Regions from separate parts of the Sus scrofa genome. Here region 2 is linked to region 1. The links are chromatin contacts, called in public Hi-C maps. All regions are on one chromosome and are shown on one strand. The core of a region is the stretch at or near the end of the contact, and the rest is flanking DNA. Distances in the headings are between cores, read along the strand shown.

What was found. Hi-C and Micro-C count contacts between places; a contact is called where the count stands out from the background.
Region 2: a Hi-C map of skeletal muscle shows a contact between it and region 1, with 4 times the contacts expected there. The contact joins the promoter of APBB2 here to the enhancer-like site in region 1. A contact is called at or near these places in 1 of 5 promoter capture datasets (fetal liver), 4 of 47 Hi-C or Micro-C datasets (embryonic fibroblasts, heart right ventricle, skeletal muscle and 1 more) and 1 of 2 datasets of contacts at active chromatin or transcription factors (skeletal muscle).

The regions. Positions count from the first base shown.
Region 1 is chr8:32,247,479-32,251,339 of Sscrofa11.1, reverse strand. All of the region lies in intron 1 of APBB2 (amyloid beta A4 precursor protein-binding family B member 2), which reads left to right. Among named protein-coding and RNA genes, the nearest start is that of APBB2, 53 kb to the left of the region's middle. Within about 2 kb of position 1,884, at least 28 of the 83 cell types and tissues checked have an H3K27ac peak or open chromatin away from gene starts, as enhancers often do. A contact at or near this core is called in embryonic fibroblasts, fetal liver and skeletal muscle, where this site is marked.
Region 2 is chr8:32,300,483-32,304,394 of Sscrofa11.1, reverse strand. APBB2 (amyloid beta A4 precursor protein-binding family B member 2) reads left to right here and starts at 2,158. Exons shown (of 18, transcript XM_021101154.1): 1 at 2,158-2,615.

The DNA.
Region 1 (3,861 bases), core at 635-3,134:
TTCTTCCGTGAATATATTGTTAGAGAAAAGAGAGACAGAGATGAAGAGCCAACCTAGAGGTTAAAAGAGACTTAGAAAATATATCAACCAGTTGCAGTGTAGACACTATAGATAGATTCTGATTCAAACAGACTGTTAAAAAAAAAAAAAAAAAAAGACAATTGGGGGAGTTTGAGCACTGATGAGAGAACTGATGCTAAGAAATTATGGGAGTGTTGCTGTGGCACCGCGGGATCGGAGGCGTCCCTGCAGCACCAGGACAGAGGTTTGATCCCCAGTCCAGCACAGTGGGCTCAAGGGTCCTGTGGCACAGCTGCGGCGTAAGTCACAACTCCGTCTCAGATCTGATCCCTGCCCTGGGAACTCCATATGCTATGGGGCGGCCGAAAAAGAAAACAAAAATGATGATTAGTTTTTATAGAAATGATAATGTCAGTGAGCTTATGCTTTAGAGTATCATTAATGATAAGAGACAATGTACTGAAATATCTGTGGATGGAAGGAGGTGATGCCTGGAGTTTACCTCCAAACACCCTGGAGTTGGCGGAGGTGGTGGAGGGGAAGTAGGTGGGTATGGAGAGCAAACTAGATTGGGTGAGTTGGTAGTTGTTGAAGCTGGGTCCTGGGTGTATGGGGATTCATTCATTTTTTTCTGCTTTGTTATGTGTTTGAAAGTTTCCATATTAAAAGGTGTGAAATAAAGTAAGAGATAAAACATGAATCTCGTTTGTAAAGGACTGAAGGATGTGAAACTGGCATTTGGGGGGCTCAGGTTCTAGCCCTGGCCCATTTGGCAAGGACCTGTATGACTTGAGTCCTCCATTCAGCACTCTGGGCCTCACAGACTCCCCTGAGTGAGTTCACTGGGTGGGTCCCTGTTGCCTCTAGTCCCTGGAAAGCTGCTCTTTGGAGAGAGACTTGGGGCCCACACTCGGGAAGAAAGGGTCTGGCATCCAGGTGCCATGTCTGTACAGGGCATGGTTTCACTCCAGCTGTGTGTTTGCCAGATCCTTTCTCCACACGTGTCATCTCCTTTTCTCCAGGGAAGCTGGTGGCATTCTGTGATGTGCATTGTTATTGTAAGTTGATAGAATTTCAGACAGAGAGCAAAGCAGTGCCCTGTCATTAGGTGGGACATTTAAGTGCTACATGTGTAGTGACTAAGCGGAGCTCAGGCTCTGGAGCTCAGCTTCTAGAGCCAGCTTCACCACAAGTTGTGTCCCCTGGACCAGGGACTTCACCTACCTTCCTAACAGGGTTGTTGTGAGGATTCAGTGAGCCAGTGTAGGTGGTGTGCTTTGAACAGTGCCTGGCACATGGTAACAGCTCAGTAAGTGGCAGAGGTCATTTTTGCTGGCCCCAGTCGTTTTGCTTATATCTGGGATTTCTAGTTCTAAGAGGCTGTCGAGGCTTAAGGACATTCCGTGTCTTCCTGGTTCTGTCCCTCTCTCGGGGTTGGAAGCACACTGGAGCGCTCGCCGCCGCCCATGGGGGGTGAGTGGGAGAACAGGGTAACCCCGGAAGGCAGCTAGTGACGGGGACTTGCCTCCGAGAGGTCATCCCGTCCGCCTGGCACTTGGATGCTGATGGCCGAGATGCTGAGGGATTTGGTGAGGTGACCCTGGCGGGGCTGAGGAGAATCTGGTCCCCTGGCTGCTGGTTTTTTCTGTGCACGTGCTCAGCTTCCTGACGTCTCCTCTGACGTCCTCCCCGATGCCTGGGGTGCAGTGCGGAGGGAGAGATTCTCCCCATCTTTCCGGTCTGTCTAGTATTTAAGAAAAACCATTGCCTCTGTTGGGAAGGAGAGTCTGGTAATGGCCTGGCCCTGGAGGGCGGGAGACGGGAGGGAGCCTGGTGCGCTTCCTTCAGCCTTCTGACTAATCGCTTAAGCAGCAGAGCTCCCGTCACTTCCTTGCTGATCTCAGACCCTTGTCCTCCCATCCAGGCCGCCAGCCCCTGGCAGCCCTCACATGCTGCGTCTGAATCATCTCTCCATCCTTGTTTTTCATCCTTGATGTTTCCCAGTAAGCAGCATTGTTTCTCCAGCACCCACATAGCAGCATCCTGTGAATTTTTTTTGCCCTTAAGCCTTTTGCTTCCCTCCTTAATGTTATTTCTTGATTGCCTTCATTTTCTTTGGATGCTTCTATTTATTTTCTGTTCATTAGGCTGAAAATAGGTTTACAAGCTTCTCGTCTTTATTCTAGGAATGAGATTCCAGTTTATAGATTATCCACATCCCTTCGCTTTTTCTGCAGCTTTGAGGCGCTTGATAGCGCATGGAAATTTCCTAATAACAAGAAAAGTAAATATGAGACTTGACAGAGTCCATAGCAATTTTATAGAGAAAATAAAGAAAATAACAGACTAGACTTAAAGAGTTGAGAAGGCAGGAGTTCCTGTCATGGCTCAGGGATTAATGAATCTGACTAGGAACCATGAGGTTGCTGGTTCGATCCCTGGCCTCGCTCACTCTGTCAAGGATCTGGCGTTGCCGTGAGCTGTGGTGTAGGTCGCAGACGCAGCTCGGATCCTGTGTTGCTGTGGCTGTGGCTTAGGCCGGAGGCTACGGCTCCGATTAGACCCCTAGCCTGGGAAACTCCATATGCCATGGGTGCAGCCCTAGAAAAAGACAAAAACAAAACAAAACGAAACAAAAAGAGTTGAGAAGGCTAGATTTTTATCGTGGGTTTGAATTGCCATTCACAGACTGTGGGTCTTTGGACAAGTTATTTCCCCTTTTTTCTACCTCAGTTTTCTTCATCTGAAAAATGGAAATTTATAGGAATTGTCAGGAGGTGATGGGTTCTTGCTACCAATTAAGTTTAATAAATATTAGCTAATATTACTGTGGTTGTTGTGATCTTACTTGAGTGTCATTGTATAGTAGTTTTAGAGTGGTATTGCAACTATAGTAGTTTTTTTTTTGAGGTAGATCAGCTTATTTTCTCCATTTTTTATCTATTTCCATTAATTCATTTATTCCTTTTGCCTAGAAAAAAGAGAGAGGGAGAGGGAGAAATTTAAGGCTAACACATTTCTATTGTATGGATGTCTCATCAAGGCTTGATGGGTTTGAGATTTGCCCTAAAATCCTCTCCTGGAGGAGGAGGAGGTGAGGGTGAGTGGAGAGCTTCTTTCTGCCTCTTTAAACTCCAGCTCAGTCTTGGTTTAATACCACCTGCGAAGACCTGGGGGTAGGCTGTGCGTCTGGAGTTCCTCCTTAGTCCAGGTTCACTGTCCTTGATGCAGAGCCTTGGCCAGGGCTCCCCGGCACAAGTGTCAGGCCAGGAGACTGTGTGGTACAGTGGGCAGACCTGCCCTCTCTACTGCAGAACCTTCTCAGCTCTGCTCCGGAACCTCTCTGCTCCTCAGGTTCCTGCTTTGTGTGGGAGCTGGGCGGTGGGACGATCTTGAGGAGCGGGACATGTATAAAGGGCCTCGTACACGGTAGATGCTCAGACAAAGTTCCTTTTCTAGTGTAAACCATGTCTCTGGGTTGTGCGGTGGAAAGCGCTTGTGAAGGAACTTCTGGTTGGAGAGGCATTTTTGCGGGCAGTGGTACCCTTGTGGCACCCTGAACTCTCCCCGCCCTGCCAGAAAGGCTGGTCCTGTAGAGTTGGGACTTGCCTTCAGCCAATGCATGTCATCTCCAGTGGGGCATGAGAGTGACATTGCTTTGTCAAAGTACGTCTTCTGGGCTCTCAACCAGACCTGCTGCCCAGACACGTGCCTTTTGGAAAAGCTTCCTCGGTGCTCCTGATGCTGGCCTGGCTTACAGCCACTGTTTCAGACAAACCAGAGTGACTTTCTAGTGTGTCTAAACCACGATGCAATTTAAAGACCTTTAGTTTGGGGCCT
Region 2 (3,912 bases), core at 909-3,408, 53 kb before region 1:
GGTGTCAAGGAGTCCTCTCCATACGGCCTGGAAACCGCTATTACTCTAAACGTTCCTTCCTGGGAGCGAGAAAATGTGTGTTGGAGGGGGTCGAAGGAAGCAGGCAGAGGAAGGTTACAAGCTTCCCCACTCCCGACCCCCGCCCACCTTCTGGAAATACATAATTAAGGGAATTTCCTGCTGCAGCCACGACACGTTCGGTGGCCGTTTCCACGTCACTATTAGGGCAGCCGGGAATTTTGCTTTTCCTGGCGATGAATTCCCTACTCTTTCCGCGCGTCCCCTGCGGGACGCCGAATGCCGCCCTCCGCCCCAGGCGAAGTTGGACGGCGAGGAGGCTCGGAAGCCGGGCGCGGGCGGGGGGGCCGCGGCCGAGGGGAGGGCGCAGGAGCGTTTCCTGCGTGAGCGCGGCCGCCGGACCCGGTTCCGGAAGGCTGATTGCATCAGGTGTGGAGCGGGGCGCCTCCTTGGCCCAACCTGGCGGCCACTGCGCCTGCGCGCCCCGCCCCGCCCCGCCCCGCCGCCAAGGACTCCACCGCGGGTTTTCCTCCGGGTCGGGAAGAGATGGATCCCGTAGGGCGGGCGCGGTGTACAGCCCCGGGACCCCGGACTGAACGGGTGGCAGGGCCAGACTCCTGGGGAACCATGGGAAGCTGTGGGGTCCGAGAGAATAGAGTACCTGCGAAAAGGGGACCTGCCTTCAAGGCTGGTACCAGGGCCGGTCTCTGCTGCTGAGGGGCGGGGGCGGACTTGGGCTAATTTCCTTTCCTCTCTAGGCCTGAAGGGCATAGGCTTGAACTTGAAGGCTTTCCAGTTCAGAGCCTGAGTTTTCCCAAAGTGGGTTAAACTGCGGCCCCCGAATGTCCCGTCCACGGGCTGCATAGATAGATCTTGGAGTGCAGCGATACAGCACCAAGGCTGAGCACTTTCATGGATTTGTAGGGATTCCTCAGTGGCAGTATTGTTTTTCTGTTGGAAAGGAGTGACGTTATTGTTGGCCTCTAGGTTGGTCTCAGAGAAACTGTTCATGGGAGAAGTTTGGTGCAAACGTCAGAAACCCCTCCTCCACAAGGCATCTTTCTCCCACCACTCATTCCTTCCGACCCCACTCTAGTCTGCGCTCAGGGTCCCATTATACACCCTTCTGCACACACCTGGTAGATTTCCCCCCTGGCGCTCCTCATGTTTGAAGGGACATTTCGGGGGGATTCTTTAATGGGTGCCTGTCCACCTCGCTGTGCACTAAGCTCTATGAAAGCTGGGGTCTGGGCTTTTTTATTCACTGCCGTCCCCAGGCTAACTATAAGATCTTGTGGGTACTCAATAGATTCATGATGCCAAAGGAGAAAATAATGCCATCCCCAACCGCATAGAGTCCTCTTGCGAAGAATAGGGACTTTCCGGGTGTGAGTTTGCTGTTTGCAGAAGGACTGCACTCCGGAGGTTTGGGGAAGAGGGTGAGTTAGGAGGAGCCATTATTTAATAGCTACTATTAAATTACTTTTAGCAAAATCCATCTGAAAAAGATAGTAGGTGAGGCTGTGTGTTTGTGTAGTAGAGCAAGAGGTCTCAAAGTATGGCCCTCAGACCAGCAGCACCAGCATCATCTGGGAAGTTGTTAGATGTACAGATGCTTCGGCAGTACCACAGACCTACCCATTCAGAGACTGTCCAGCAGTCTGTGATTCCATAAATCCTCCAGGCGATTGGGATGCAGGGTCAAGTTTGATATCCACTGCATTGATGAAGAGCAACCCTAATGATGCTTTGGGGATGCTATTCACAGTGCCTGGGGCAGGCACTGATGACTATTTACTGAGTATCCATTATTAGAACCTTGCTTCTCTAAATTCGAACTATATTTAATATTCCTGGAAGTGAAGAAGAAATTATGCTTTCCCCTCCTGCAGGTATGTTTCTTCCTTGAGGTGATGCTGCTGTGATTTTCACATCAAGGAATGGTGTGTGTGTGTGGGGGGCATATGCCTGGGGTTCTAGATAAGGAGGCAGAAGGAAGGTCTCGCCTACATGTTGCAGCTGGATGGGCGTGGGCAGCTCTCATCTGAGGACATTTTCCTCAGATAAGGGAATGCAGGCATGTGGGAGAAAAGACTAGACAGGGATAATGTTACCCAACTTCCTTTTGCTGCAGACAGACGCCGAGCCATATGGAGGGGATACCAGGCTGCGTCGCATTGGGTCTCTGGCCTGCACTGCTTCTCTGCCATCTTCTCAGATGGTCAGGGGACCAGGCGTTCGCGATGCCCGGAAGCTTCTGCCTGCAGGGGTCGCACTAGGCGCGCGGCCCGCCCCCTCCTTCCCGGCCCCCGCCCCCGGCCCCGCCTTTCTCGGGATCGGCCCCCGGCGGGTCCGGCCCCTCCAGCCTCTCCGCGCAGCCGCCGCCAAAGCCTGGAGAAGTGGAATCTCGCCGGCGCAGCTCCCTGAGCGGGACTCGCGGAGCGGCACTGGGCATGCTCAGTTGCCGGAGCCCGTCTTGGTCTCAAGTAGGAAGCTCGTGCGCTGCACCCGCAGCTGATCGTGGCGCTCCGGGCAGGGCGAGACTGGAGCAGAGCTGCCGGGTGCCGGAGCCGAGGAGAGCGCCGCGCGCACCACCGGTGAGCCCCGCTTTCTTCCTTGCTTTTGCTCTGGACTCCTGGGCGGCCCGGGAGTGCTGGCGGGAGACCTGGGCAGCGGCAGCGGCGTGCGGCAAGTAGCCCGGGCGGCTGCTCCTCTCCTCCCGGCCCCCGAGGTCTGCGCGGCTGCTGCCGTCTGCCCGCTCAGCCGCAGCCACAGCTGCAGCAGCTGCCACGCATCTGCAGCGGGCGTCCGCTGCGGAGTCCCGTGCGCCCTGCGCCCGCGCCGCAGGGCCGGGTGGCACGGTGACTGCGGGCTCACTCCTTGACTCCATCACTCCCGCTTCTCGGCGCCCCCTTTCCCTCCGCAGCCGGGGGCTTGGCAGGGCCTGGGCGGGGAGACAGGATTGGAGGGGCTGCGCCGGGGTGGGGGCTGCGGAAGGGAAAAGTGAGGGTGGGCGCCGGCGGGGAAGAGCGCACACCCCCTTGCCCTGGCACTGGCCTCCGCTGTGCGGCTGGGCTCTTCCTCCCCGGGCGGCAGTGCGCTCCTGCGGGGGAGTTGAAGACCCGGCTGGCTTTTCTAGGGGTTCAGAGCTTAGCCGCTGCAAGATCAAGGGGGAAAAGTTCATTTCCCCTTCAGAGGCAGGGAGCGTTTTAACTAGAAAATGGCTGTGCGAAGGGGACCGAATCAGGAATCCCCTCTGCTGCCCGCCGGGCGGAATGGAGGGTTGAACGCTAGAAATGACATTTGTGCGATGAAAACATTGCTGGGCGGAGGGAGGGATGCGGAGTCCCACAGAAACAATGAAAGGTGATCTTGACGTCGGCTGAGAGATCTAGAACCGAGAGGTCGGGGACGAAGAGCCAAGGGGGCTTGGGACTTGAATTTAAACAAATAGTAAATTGGAGAAATCAGATCTAGAGTTGTGGCCGATTTGTAGTCAAGTTCTGCGCAGTTTAGAGCCACAACTGTTACAGAGGGTTTGTGATGGATTGAGTGGCCGGGGAGGGCCAACGTTAAGAGGAGAATAAGGTCAGTGTTGGAAGCTCAGACAAGACTGGGCACAGTGTTGTTTAAGAAGTTCCTCAGTCACTGCCTTTACCTTGCACCTGATAGGTAAACTACTTAAGGGGTTACCATAACATGATGCCAGCAGTGGTGGTTGAATCCCAGGAAATGAGGAAACTTTGTGAGGTTGGCGTTGGTTTGTCATGTGTTTTAATATTTCACTGATTTAAAAAAAGCAAACAGTGGCATCCTGATCCATTGTTCTGAATTTGGGTCTCTTAAGTCTTTTCTTTTTTTTTTTTTTTCCTTGTCGTGGATTTAGATTTCAAA